Linked DNA regions of Sus scrofa: region 1 is linked to region 2. A link is a contact called in public HiChIP or PLAC-seq data. All regions are on one chromosome and are shown on one strand. Each heading gives the region's core, a stretch centred on a gene start, on an enhancer-like site or on the middle of the called end of the contact. The rest is flanking DNA. Distances are from core to core; before and after follow the strand shown. Region 1 has its middle 31 kb from the start of BTG3. Region 2 overlaps LOC106508546.

Evidence for each region. HiChIP or PLAC-seq counts read pairs in DNA pulled down with a chosen protein or histone mark.
Region 1: an H3K27ac HiChIP or PLAC-seq map of alveolar macrophages shows a contact between it and region 2. The contact joins two enhancer-like sites. A contact is called at or near these places in 1 of 47 Hi-C or Micro-C datasets (embryonic fibroblasts) and 1 of 2 datasets of contacts at active chromatin or transcription factors (alveolar macrophages).

The regions. Positions count from the first base shown.
Region 1 is chr13:182,193,265-182,200,562 of Sscrofa11.1, forward strand. No RefSeq gene overlaps it. Among named protein-coding and RNA genes, the nearest start is that of BTG3, 31 kb to the right of the region's middle. Within about 2 kb of position 3,672, at least 6 of the 83 cell types and tissues checked have an H3K27ac peak or open chromatin away from gene starts, as enhancers often do. A contact at or near this core is called in alveolar macrophages, where this site is marked.
Region 2 is chr13:181,236,412-181,243,570 of Sscrofa11.1, forward strand. All of the region lies in intron 5 of LOC106508546, which reads left to right. Among named protein-coding and RNA genes, the nearest start is that of MIR99A, 62 kb to the right of the region's middle. Within about 2 kb of position 2,225, at least 4 of the 83 cell types and tissues checked have an H3K27ac peak or open chromatin away from gene starts, as enhancers often do. A contact at or near this core is called in alveolar macrophages, where this site is marked.

The DNA.
Region 1 (7,298 bases), core at 2,422-4,921, 960 kb after region 2:
CAAGGCCAGGGATCAATCCCCAACCTCATGGTTCCTAATCGGATTCATTTCTGCTTCGCCGCAATGGGAACTCTGGGAACTTCTAAACCCTGTGCTGACAACCTGTTTCCATGCTAAGCCACTTGTGGTAGAATGTTTGTTTTTGGGTATCGCAAATTTTGAGAAATATTTAAGCACACCTTTAGTGATGCCAAAAAAGTTACATGCTTAGGTGTCATTTCTAATTTGAATATACTAATGATATTTCTTGATATTATAATTAGGGAGACCTACCTAGGTAACTAAAACACCGTATCTTAGGAGCTTTTAATTTTTAAAAAGTGAGATTTCAAGTCTTTTAAAATGATTAGTCTCCTGAAAAGACTAGTCATTTATGTTTACAATTAATTTCTGTGTATAATTGTATCAGTTTGCTAGGGCTGCCATAACAAAGTACACAAATGGAGTGGCTTAGCAGAAATTTACTGTCTCACAGTTCTGCAGGGTCAGAGTCTGCGATCAAGGTGATGATAGGGTTATTCTGTTTTGGTTTGGCTTTTTAGGGCTGCAGCCTTAGCATATGGAGGTTCCCAGGCTAGGGGTCCTTTGGGAGCTACAGCTGCAGGCCTACATCACGGCTCACAGCAACACTGGGTCCTTAACCCACTGAGCAAGGCCAGGGATGGTACCCTTGTCCTCATGGATGCTAGTCGGGTTTGTTAACTACTGATCCATGATGGGAACTCCATGTTTGTTTGTTTGTTTGTTTTTTAAGTATAGTTGGTTGATTTACAGTATTAATTTCAGGTGTACAACAGATTGGTACAATATTTTTATAGATTATACTCCATTAAAAGTTACTACAGGAGTTTCCATTGTGGCGCAGCAGGAAACAAATCCAACTAGTAACCAAGAGCTTTTGGGTTCCATCTCTGGCCTTGCTCAGTGTGTTGGGGATCCAGCATTGCCGTGAGCTGTGATGTATGTCACAGATGAGGCTTGGATCTGGCTTTATTGTGGCTGTGGTGTAGGCTGGCAGCTATAGCTCCAATTCGACCCCTAGCCTGGGAACTTCTGTGTGCTGTGAACTTGGTCCTTAAGAGCCAAAAAAAAGAAGTCACTACAAAATAATGGCTGTAATTCCACGTGCTGTATAACAGTAGTTGGTACCTATTAATTTCATCCCCCTGTTCCTCCCCCACTTCCCTCTCCCCACTGATAACTATAAGTTTCCTTTCTATATCTGTGAGTCTGTTTCTGTTTTGCATATACAGTCATTTGTATTATCTTTCTAGAAATGCTCTATACGTGTACTTTCTGTGTGTGTGTCTGAGAGAGAGAGGGAGGAATAGAGATATTATCCTGAATACTCACTTTATTTAAAAATTTTTTGGGGGGAGTTCCCATCGTGGCGCGGTGGTTAACGAATCCGACTAGGGACCATGAGGTTGTGGGTTTGGTCCCTGCCCTTGCTCAGTAGGTTAAGGATCCGGCGTTGCCGTGAGCTGTGGTGTAGGTTGCAGACTTGGCTCGGATCCCGCGTTGCTGTGGCTCTGGTGTAGGCTGGAGGCTACAGCTCCAATTAGACCCCTCGCCTGGGAACCTCCATATGCCGCAGAAGTGGCCCAAAGAAATAGCAAAAAGACAAAAAAAAAAAAAAAAAAAAAAAAAATTTCCTGAGTATTTATTTTAAAAAGGTAATAGTGAATGGGAATGGATTAGTCATGGGGTATAAGGATATATTAGGTTTGTGTTTTGTTTTGTTTTGTTTTATTTTTGTCCATCCCCACGTCCCCACAGGAAGTTCCTGAGCCAAGGATTAGATCCAAGCCACAGTTGAGACCTACATTGCAGCTGTGGCAACACTGGATCCTTAACACACTGTGCTGGGCTGGGGATTGTACCTGTGTCCCAGTGCCACAGTGATGCTGCCAACTCCATTGAGCCACAGCAGGAACTCCAAAACTAGATTTTTGATTGGAGCAACTAAATGGGAAATTAAGACATTAAGTCCTGTTTCTATTAGAATTTATTACAATCTTTGAAGGATGATAATAAGCAGGTGAATCATAAACCTAGACCTCAATAGAAAGCTCAGGCCTAGAGATAAAAAAATTTAACAGTCAGAAGTTTTAAGACAGATTTTTAAAAACACAAGAATAGATCATGACAAAGAAATAAAAGTAGAGATTGGAGCCCTGATATTTAATGTTTGAAAGTTAAGCTAAGGAGTTCAGTGTTGAACATGTTGAGCTTGAGAAGTTTATTGTATATATTAATGGAAATGTTGGAAATGCATCTAGAATGTGAGAACTGGGCTGGAAATAGAAGGTGGGAACGTCATGATCATGAAAACATTGGCAATTACTAAGGAAGTGATACAGATAAAGATGAGTGCCCATAAAGGGAAGTTCACCTAAATAGGAAGTAAGAAAATGAAGGGGAAAAGTGTGTGTGTGTGTGTGTGTGTGTGTGTGGTGTGTGTGTGTGTGTGTAAAGGGTTGACATGGGAGTCCAGTGCTGTCAGCCAATGGAGAGACATTATTCCTGGAAACTTTGGAAGAACTGTTTGACCCCATCTTTCTATTCCTGTTGAGAAGACTTTTCTGGTATTTTGAAGAGTTTCTGTTCCTCAAATTTAGATTTTTACTTTTTAGGGGATTGCTGCTTTGGTAGGAGAGAAAAATACCCATCAGAGATCCGTTGATTGAACACATTTTAGTTTGGTATTACATGTACTCAGTGTCGATGTGTGTACAGCGGGGGGTTTGGACAGGGTAACCCTGTAAGGTGAGTTTGCGAGACACCTTGCCTGGTTCTGTCTGGATGGCCTTAGACAAACCACTTAACCTCTATACTTTTCCTTAACAATAAAATGAGGATAATGGACCTGCCCAATGGATTTGCTCTGGGAATGATACTAATGTCAGGCACGTGGGCTGGCACCTGTCAGTGCTCTGTGAGCATTGGTTGTAATTATCATCGTTGCTGTTACTGTGTTCTATTAGTAATATTTGCCTCATATTTTATAGGATTAGGTGACTATATCCCAGTTTTCCCAAGACAGCTCTGTCTTATGCCTGTTAATCTCACTGTAATTAACAAATAGCAACAACCCTTTCACTCGAGGAAGTGTCTCAGATTGGACAATCAGACCCATGGGTATCCTGTCTTTGGGGTTTATAGAGTCTTTTGGAAGTAGAGGCTTAGTGGTGTGGTACTCATTCAGCATGAAGAAGGGAACAGTGATTCTGTTACTGTTCCATCAAAAGTAGCACCATTATATTACGTACAATTAAATTTGCTTTATGTTTAGATTATCCCTAAAAGTTTAGAACATGTACAGCTATAATGTGTGGGATTATTCCATGTGTTATATAGAAGTATTTACCAGTAATGGAAAGTAGTGAAGACATGTCCATACCAAAATATGATTAACTCATTGCATCTCTTCAATTTGATTTTATCTGACTTGATGGTGGAATGTTTTGAAAAACTATTTCCTTGTTTAGACAAATTGTAACAACAGTAAATGGATTTAAAAATATGTCACCCAAGGAGTTTTCTTGTGGGGCAGCGGGTTAAGGATCCCAGCATTGTCACTGCAGTGGCTTGGGTTGCTGCTGGGGCACCGGCCAAGAACTTCCGTATGCCATGGGACTGGCCACAAAAAATTTCACCCAGATGACATCACTACCAGAAGCCTTTCTGTTCTGTTTCTCTTTTCAGCTTGCTGTTGTGTCATATTTGTATGTATACTTCAGCTGTTGATAGAAGTATTTATATCCATTTTAATAGCTACATGATGTTTCATTAAGTTGATATCCCATAATTCATTTCTCTTATTTTGGGGCCTAGAGGTTGTTTTTAATTCTCTGTTGTATGTAATATTGCATTCCTAGTATTTTTCCCCATTCTTTTGAGCACAGGTATTGAAATAGTAAGTCGTTAGAGCAAATTGTTGTGAAATTTAAGTGAAGTCATTGTTGTTTATTACACATAGACCATTTCACAAGCTACATTTTATGGATGCAGTGATCTCTAAACCACAATTTGAGGAACCTGATAAGGAGAAAAAGTTCTGGCCCTTTTAAACCAAAGGCTTATGTGTGTTAAATCTACCGAGGGTGACATCACTCAGGAAAGTATGCCTGTGAAGCGGACCTGAGTCCATCCCCTAGGGCACAGAAGACTGAAAAACAATTCTGGGAATGAACCGTCACTCATGAAGACAGACCAGTTCTGGTGGAATGGTTGTGCCAGCCCTTAGTTCCGTGGACTGGAGCGTGAATGAGAGCTAAGGAAGATGAATTCATACAGTTGGTGTACAAAACCATGCCTCATCCAGCTAAAATCCTACAGAGTCCAAATTATATAAAAGATGACATGGTTATTGCCCATTTCCCTATGAGATCCCCACCAGCTCTTGAGCCATCTGATTCATAAGACACAACTTGAAAACTACATTGGACTCTTCTTTCAGGATTCTTGGCCATGAAGGGGAAGAAGCGAGAGGAAACAGTAACTGGACTTGGACAAAGGTTGGCTTGTTCCTATGGACAGGCTAACCTTCCTGTGCTCTTCAACCATGGAGAAGGGGCCTGGAAAGAGGAAGGAGCCCACACAGAAGGCTGAAGGATTAACTTGAAGAGGTCAAGGAGGACATCTCCAGAATTTGAGGAGGCAGGTCAGGGGTTGGGGGCAGATTTAATAGGTTTGTGGCTGTGTGGATGGGATATAACTAGGTGATCTCACTTTTCTCTGAGAAGTAGGTGAGGTCATTCCCTGGGAGGGTTGCCTATTTTTCCTTTTTTTTTTTTATTTTAATTTTATTTATTTATTTTTCAAATAGCTTTAATACCCATTATTTTTTTTATCATTTATAGGTTTTTATTTTTATTTTTTTTTTAAATTGTTATTTCCCCAATACCATTTTTCCTTTATATTACTCTTCTGCTATTCATTTTGTCAGGTTTCCTTTTTCTTGGACCCTGTTTATGGTCTTACCCTTTTCTGACCATGTAATCCTTTTTAAAAATATTTATTTATTTATTTATTCTTTTTAGGCTGTACTCTTGGCATATGGAAGTTCCCAGGCTAGGGGTTGAATTGGAGCTGCAGCTGCTGGCCTATGCCACAGCCACAGCAATGCCAGATCCAAGCCACATCTGCAACCTACATCACAGCTAATGGCAACTCCGGATTCTTAACCCACTGAGCGAGACCAGGGATTGAACCCAAGTCCTCCTGGATACTGGTTGGGTTCATTACCACTGAGCCACAATAAGAAGTCCTTGACCATGTAATCCTAATCCTTAGGAAACTGTTTTCCTGGTTCAACCTGATTCTCCCTTCTTTTTTTTTTTTTTTTTTTTTTTTTGTCTTTTTAGGGCTGCACCCATGGCATATGGAGGCTCCCACGATAGGGGTCTAATCAGAGTTGTAGCTGCTAGCCTACACCACAGCCACAGCAATGAAGGATCCAAGCCATGTCTGCAACCTACACCACAGCTCACAGCAATGCTGGATCCTTAACCTGCTGAGCAAGGCCAGGGATTGAACCCACATCCTCATGGATACCTCATTAACCACTGAGCCATGACAGGAACTCCTGTTTTGCTTTTTATGGTCCTATCTATGCCATATGGAAGTTCCCAGGCTAGGGGTCCAACCAGAGCTACATCTGCTGGCCTATGCCACAGCCACAGCAACACAGGATCCAAGCCATGTCTGCGACCTATACCATAGCTCATGGCAATGCCGGATCCCTGACCCACTGAACAAGGCCAGGGATCAAACCTGTGTCCTCATGGATGCTAGTCATGTTCGTTAACCACTGAGCCACAACAGGAACTCCTGATTCTCCCTTCTTGAAATTGTACCTCAGAGGAGGCTGAGGTTACCTGTCTTCATGTCCGTTGCCTTCCACTGAGCAGACGTCAGACAGCTCAGATGCAGAGCATCTTTAGATCTAAATGTTCAGTACTTAATAGATTCCCAGTAATCTTTTTTTTTTTTTCCCTTCTGGTCTTTTTAGGGCCGCTCCCGCGGCATATAGAGGTTCCCAGGCTAGGGGTCCAATCAGAGCTATAGCTGCCAGCCTACGCCAGAGCCACAGCAACACCAGATCCGAGCGGCATCTGCAACCTATGCCATGGCTCACGGCAACGCTGGATCCTTAGCCCACTGAGCAAGGCCAGGGATCAAACTAATACCCTCATGGTTCCAAGTCGAATTCGTTTCCACTGCACCACAACGGGAACTCCCAGATTCTCAGTAATCTTTGTTGATAATAATAACATGTTCTGGCTATGTTCATATCAAGCCATTACCACAAGTGTCCCCGTCACAGTGTGTCTCTTCATAATTTATCTTTGCTCTCTTCATGCTTCTGGGCCCAGAGCAGTTTTATGGAATCAGCACAAGCTATTAAAAGAGAAAATGAGTTATCTTGCATTTGAAAAAGAAGATGTTTTGGTCACTTGGTAGGTCAGCTGTCACACACTATTCCACGTTCAGTGTTGGCTACTGGCACTGTGCTCTTTTCATGTTGCTAAGTAGGACATTTTTCCTCACGGAGTCCCAGAACTGTCAACAGAACATTTCTAGAGGACAGTAGAATGACCTTGCAATTCTGAGAGTAGACAGTGTTCTGGGGAAGATACAGTGGTTCTCCCTTTATCTAGGGGTGGGGATACCTTCTAAGACTCCAGTGGATGCTTAAAACTGCAGGTTTCTCCTGTGCATATATTCCTATGATAGTTTCCGTTATAAATTAGGCACAGTAAGAGATCAGTAACAATAAAGCAGAACAATTATAACAATAAGCTGTGATAAAAGTTACGTGAATATGGGGAGTTCCCATTTTGGCTCATCAGTAATGAACCTGACTAGTATCTATGAGGATGCGGGTTCGATCCCTGGCCTCGCTCAGTGGGTTAAGGATCCAGCGTTGCTGTGGCTGTGGTGTAGGTTTCAGACAGGGCTCGGATCTGGTATTGCTATGGCTGTGGTATACGCTGGCAGCTATAGCTCCAGTTGTATCCCTAGCCCTGGGAACTTCCATATGCTGCATGTATGGCCCTAAAAAAGCAAAAAAAAAAAGTTGTATGAATGTGGTCTTAAAATATCTTATTTGACAAATATACTTTTCCATTAATTAAACACTTAATACCATGCACCGTGACCATAAATTTTGCAGTTTGAAATGTGACCAGCACAAATTTTTTGCCCTCTTAACAATTTCATGGATAGAAGATTCATTCTTATCACAGATCTTCGAAACCTCACAATTTTTTTTTTTTTTTACTTATTAGTCG
Region 2 (7,159 bases), core at 975-3,474:
GCCTGGTCTGCACCCTCGTCCTGACTCCAATGAGAGATGATAGATTAGGAGACATCCTAATCCATGTCCCTATAATATTCTATGCATATTTCCATCAATGTCTGTCATTGCTGTTATTGTTCTGTTAGCCCCTCTCCACTTATGTGTCTATATAACCCAGTAGATGATAGGTGTCTTGAAACAGAAACACAGTTTTATTATTCTTTGCAGTCTGAGACAAACTTAAACAGTAACTAGCACCTAACCAAGCACTATATAATATGAATCAAAGATTTAGAAGTATTACTGCAAATGGGAAAAAAAAATGGTATATATGGGAAAGATTTTCATCTTTCTTTAAAGCAAAAGTCACCAACTTCTTATGTGTCCTCTCCAGCCCAATACTGTCCACTCCAATTCACGTAATTAATTCATGCTGCCAGGTTGCTATGGGAATTAGAGTTTTAGATATCTGTGTAAATACCAGAAACATGGAATACATTTTCCATAAAAATGTACATTTAAATGATGACGGAGCTAATGACTTCAGAGTAAACAAACATTTTTTTTTTGAAATTGCTTCCAAATATCTAAATTCTGGGGGGTTGTCATGAATTATTATTATACATCATACCTCAAAGCTATATACATTTTACATGCATTTGTCTTAGCCCGTATTTAAAATAATGCTTATGACTTGATTATTTGTGCAATGTAAGTACTACTTATTCATCTCAGAGACATGTTTTACCTTCATATGGTTTCAGAACATCTAATAAAATTGTTTCAAAATAGTTTTTATAACAATTCATACTTCTTTTCTGGTCTTTTGGTCATAAAATGAGGACCTATCTTTGCCTTCAGTTGAAAGGAAGTATAAGACCTCTATATAGCCTAGAGAAATTTTTTATAAAAATTCCCTTTGTATACCACTGTATTTTCAGAGTCCTTAAAATTTTTTCTTAATCTTTTATTTGTGTGATTGTTATAAAACAAACAGAAATAATTACATGATAATATAGGTATTTCCATTTGTCTGCCTCTGAATTCTTGTTCAAGCTGTGTGTGTGTATGTGTGTGCACATTGTTTGAAAAGAATGTGAGAAGAAAGGGGCAGAGGAAAAAGGGCTCAGTTTCAAAATACAAATGCTGCATAATTTGATCCAATAATGCATGAGCTTTTGAGCTGGAACTTAGGTGAGCTGGATCTCATATTTTACATGGAATGTTTTGAGAATCATGAGACGGTAATAGGAAGTGTTTCCCCTTGATTCACGGAAACATCAGTAAATAGCACAACATGGTTTTCTCTTTGGTGTCTGAATATAATCTGGTGACTTGAGATTTGGAATGTGTTGAAATAAAATTGTTTTTCTGAAAATATGAAACAATATGTGCATCGGCCAATTCACAGAGATGAATGGGAGGCTCTCCAGAAGTATAATTAAAAAATTGCGGAGAAAACGATCTGTATGACAAATAGGAAGAGTTCCCTTTTTATCCTTGTTTCGTGTTAGCCAAGTAAACCAACTTCACTTGTAGAAAAATGGAGCAGGAAAATCTGGCCAAGGAAATGACTGATCCCTGGCCTTAGTTAAGACTGTATTTCATGTGTAGGAGCACTGATAGGAATAGTTTCCTCTGAATTATGTTGCAGCTCTATTCATTTATTCCCTAGAGTTTCCTGAGTCCTTACTCCACGCTAGGCATAATGGTCTAAACACAGAATTGACCCCACCTCATACAGCTTACAGTTTAGTGGCAGAGAGAAGCAGATTAGTCAATATTCACATAAGTGAAAGTAAAATGTTCATGGTTACAGTCACTAAGAAGAAGTAAACAGGGGAGTGGGGGAAGCCTGTCTGAGGACGTAAGACATCACTTGACTTTGCAGGATACATAGATGTTAAGGAGGCAAAAGGAAAAGGGAAGTGAGCTATGCTGTATCTTGTTTTAAAAATTGTATACATTTTATCGGAGTGTAGGTGATTTACAATGTTGTGGTAGTTTCAGGTGTACAGCAAAGTGAATCATCCATACATATACATGTATGTATGTATATATATGTATATATTCTTTCTTTTTCAGATTTTTTTCCCATGTGGGCCATCACAGAGTATTGAAAACTTTTCCCCAGGCTATGTAGCAGGTCCTTGTTACTAACGGATTCCAGTAGTGTATATATGCCATTCCTACCCTCCCAGTCCACCCCTCCCCTCAGCCTTCCCCCTTTGGTAACCCTAAGTTTGGTTTCAAAATCTTTGAGTCTGTTTCTGTTTCAGGAATAAGTGCTTTGTCATGAAGATGCACGTTCTCAGAAAAGGGTAAAAAACCACACCTAGAAAGCACACACGCTGACTTTCAACTGTTATTGGTATCTGAAGGGGGGTTGGGGGAAAATGAAATATGTTGGGTAGAACTTCCACCACAATAAGATATTTTTCTAGCTTTCATTCTAAATGGAACAGATAATAAATATTTAGCAAATAAATGTATAAAATGGTGGGTAGTAGTAAATTCTGTGAAAAATAAAGCAAAACAAGAAGACAGAAAAGTTGGGAAGGACCTTTCTCAGCAGACCCCTGAATGAAGAGACATAATGAAGAGACCCCTGTTTAATTTTTTATGAGCCAGAGGAAAAAAATGATTTTGGCAAAATGGTAATGCCTATTTAATCTGGGTTGGATATTTAGAGCTTTCTTATAATTTGATACTTCTGTACATTTCTATTTTGAAGTATTTTAAAAATCATTATGTAATGTATATGTTTTTCATCTGTAGGAGGGAGGCTGATGTCTCCAAGGTCCTGGAAGAATCTAGGTTAGCACCAATAGTATGGTAGGAGTTCCATGTGAGACAAGCCTGGAGAAGTGGGTGGGTGCTAAACAGCAGGAACTTGCAGACTGTTGAGAATGTCAGTCTTTATTCTAAGAGCAATGGGACGACATTGAAGGAGTTTAAGCATGGGTGGGAGTGATAGGATTGGATCTGTGTTTTAAAGAATTTAAAGATTTCTATTTAGTCAAGAAACTTTAAGCTAGCCTTTACCATTTTCCAGGCTCCATGCTAAGTGTATGGTGGTGAAAGCTCTTTACACTTAAGAACTTGAAGTCTAGAGATGGGTGAACGTTTTGCTATCGTCTATAGATGAACTCGCTGGCTAGATATTTTGGTATCTCCTGCAAGCTGTTTGTTCTGCAGCTTCAACTTTGACAAAGATTGGGAAATCACCTTGATTTGAATGGCTTTGAGAAGTTTGGTCTTACACTAGGTTATTTATTGGGGAGAAAAATTGATTTTTGTGTAATCAAGTAGTTTGTTATATACTATTTTACCAGTTTTCTATTTTAGTCATGCAAGATTTATGATCCTTTTTCAAATTGAGTCTTCTAATACTTCAAGGTCAAGAAATCCTAGGCATAGGGCAGAAGAACTGTGTGAGGGAGGGACCTGTTCTTTGCTAAAACAGAACAGAGGAAAAATCACCCTTTTGAAGTGTCACTTGAGGATCGGAACTTTACAGATTTTGCCAAAAAGGGAATTTAAACTTCAAGTATAAGTGATAAGTAAACTTTTTCGATTTTGGAGGCAGTATGTGTCTTCTGTCCAAGGCAGATATTCTAACTGATTCACTACTGTTGAAAATCCAGAAAAGTGATAAAGATGAACTCTTGATGAAAATATATATGTACATGGAAGGATGACAAATAATTCAAAAATTTGGTTTAAGATCCTTTGAACATTTGCCTCTGACCTTGGTAGTTCCCAATGACTGACATCATTCCTCTGGTGTTTTATCTTTTTCCACAAAAGTTAACTAATATACATTTCAAAACAAATGAGGTTCATTGTTTGCCATAGAGGGAGTATTAGTGTTACTCAAACTTGGTCCTTGACCCCTTCTCTTAAATTGTATAAAAAACAGGGTTACAAAGTTACTCAATCATCTCAAGTGATTTATGGACTTGGACATAAATTTCATAGCAACTTAGATTTTATCTAAGTAACTCAAATTGACACCGTATAGAATTAGCTACTTTGCATTCGTCATCAAACAAGAGCAGTTTCTTCCTGGAACTTGGTAAATTATTAATCTTTGGAGCACCTAAAACTCCCTTATCATAATATAAAAAAATAATTACGCCCAGACTGTAATATCCATAGTTGAATACGGAGGAAGAAAAAAATTATACCTAATAATGACACTTGCTTTTAAGTTAATTATAGGTATTATAAACAATTACTTGAATCATATGTGCTTCTATGCAAATGCCAAAACAGTAGTGTAATTGAATCACATCGCTAAAGTATAACTTTTATATTCTCAGATTAGAATTGATTAAATTGATTTGTTTGAATATGGCCAGGGAACAAAATGAAGAGTAAAATAAGCTCAGAAAATGAGGGAACTTGATTTTCAATTCTTTCATATTTGTTACTATGTAGGTTCAACCCCAAGGAGAAAAAAAAAATTCTAATTTGGAAAACCTTTGCCTCAGTTTTTTTTTTTTTTTTTTTCTTTTATGGCCACACCCATGGCATATGGAAGTTCCCGGGCTAACGATTGACTTCAAACCACAGCTATGACCTACACCACAGCTGCATCAATGCCAGATCCTTTAACCCACTGTGCCAGGTCAGGTATCTAACCTAAACCTCCACAGCAACTGGAGCTGCTGCAGTCCGATTCTTAACCCACTGGACCACAGCAGGAACTCCTACATCACTAAAGCAGTGTGATACAGTAGAAAAGCAAATGGATTCAGAGTCTGCTAACTTAAAATTTAGTACCATCTTTCTCACTAGCAATTAGATGAAGTTACTTAAGGATCATATAACTATCTTTTTTTTTTTGCTTTCTCGACACCTACTTCAGAACTTTTATAAGGTAACAATAAGTAACTGAGGAATATGCTTTAAAGAATTTTAACATATGGCAGAAACATAAAGCATTACAGTTATTCCATTAGACATTAAGGACTGAGAAACTTGACATAATGGTGGAAGGAGCCTTAGGTTTTCATCTTCAGAGGGCCAGTCAGGTGGGGCCATAGGAATTTGGCTTTGAAGCAGCAGAGACCCAGATCAAAACTCTGCCTTTGACCTTTACAGTCTTTCTGATATTAGGAAGGTTCTGGTATTATCTTCATAGCACTTACCATCATTTGTCATGTCATATATTTATTTATAAATTAATTTGTTATTTTTGGGAGTATATAAACTCTGTATGAACAAAGATTTCCTCTTTTGGATGTAACCCTTCCCTTAATTCACATTAATTATCTTGTATTTAACAAAATAAAAGTTGAGATATTTTAGGAATAAAATTCTGTGCATTTCTTCTATTGCAAAAGAAAATGCATTTAAGGAGAGTGTGTGTTTATCTTTTTTAAACTTACTTTGTCATGTAGATAATAAACATAGCAAAAAATTAAGCCTCTTAGATCTGTGTGATTTTTTAAAATACAGCACATTTTTACCTGCATGGAGGTTTTTATTGCAGAAAGGTATCAAACATGACAGTCTGACAATCTGTCATTGCAGTGCCGTTGCTGCTTTTCCTAGATCAGCTGACAAGACCTTAGCTGGGCCTTTACAAGTTACTTAAGAATATTTGCCAAGACATCCTAGTGGGCCTGTTCCAGCTGTCACTGGGGAAAAAAAAAAAAAAAAAAATCACTGGAGATCAATCTCTACAGCAGGTCTTTAGGCAGAAAACCAGTCATATCATCCTCTCCAAAAGAGCCTTTGTGGAGAAAAAGGCCTTATCAAATTCCTTGGCCATGAAGTTACTGTTAGAACTATTGTTAAACCATGCTATCACCACGCAAGGAAGCTGCAGCTTTTGAAAGGTCAGGAGTGGTTTGTAATGATTTAGACCATCTTGTGATTATTAGGGAGTGAAGGTGGTTACAGAGCTATAAAAGCTTCAGGTCTTAGATCTGCTGTGAGAAGAATCCATGTGCCATTAACTAAATCACAACTTCCTGGTATTAATAAAGAGACCAAAACTTAGAGACTAACAATAACCCTCAGCCTACTGTGGGTTTATATTCAAAGTGTAGAATTGAGTTCTTCAAATCGTAGGGTGTAGAAGAGAAAATATGGTGTCTAAAAGGCTAAGCAGAAACAATACTTATTTCCTATGAACAAAAATGTATGCTTTGCTAATAATGTCAGAGAATTAAGTATTTTTAAATGGTGCTTCATTTTTTTTTTTACTCTTGTGTTTATTCTTCTGTGTTGATCAAAGAGAACACAGATATTCAAGTAAAAATATACTCTAGTAGACATCATTTAATATGAAGAGGAGCCAGAAGCAAACCTCAAAGCTAAAAATGTGAAAGTGTTAATGCCCATTATTCCTGAAATGACAATACTTGGTTTAGTGGAAATCAAAATAAAACATGCTTTATTATGCTAAAGCTTATACATCTTAATTTATTGTTATATCTGTAAATTAAGAAAACATCTAAATAATCAAAGAGCTTTTATTTGCCAGTTTGCCTACAGTTATTACTATACTTTCAAACTCTATTGTAATAAATATGTGAAGTGTAATTCTCTATATGTTCATTATAAAAAGCATGCATATTTTGTGTTAGAGGCATAGAATGTAGACATTATACAGTTGGTTCTTCCTATGAACTTTTGGAGAAATGCTAAGGTCTAATTTTGCTCTTCTTCCTCAAATGTATTGAGCAACTTTCTCTCTGTAAAATATACACTTGTTGTGACTTCTTACTTTGATGAACGGACTGAAGCCTTAGGAATAAAAGCTTAGATACATTTATAAATTTTTTAAATACTCTTGATTGTTCAAACTTCATTTTTCTAAAAAGGATACCTTTTGAGTGCTTTTTGTAGCATCTTAATAAGCAGTGGCCTCCTCAGTGGAAGAGAAGAGCAAAGAACAAGAGAGTTTCTAATTAATTTTATATGAAAAATAGTAACTTGATAGTCACTTCTTTGTCTTTCTCCAGCTATCTGCAAAATCTCGACTTTCTCAGTAAGGTAACCTCAGCTTAAATTTGCAGTCATTTGTACCATAGTAGGTTACTTTGAAACTTGTAGACATGTTTATTTACTATAACACTGATGTTAGATATTCCAAAAGCCAAAATACTAGTCTCTAGTCAAGAATATTTGAAAATATAGACTACATAATTGTTTAGAAGTA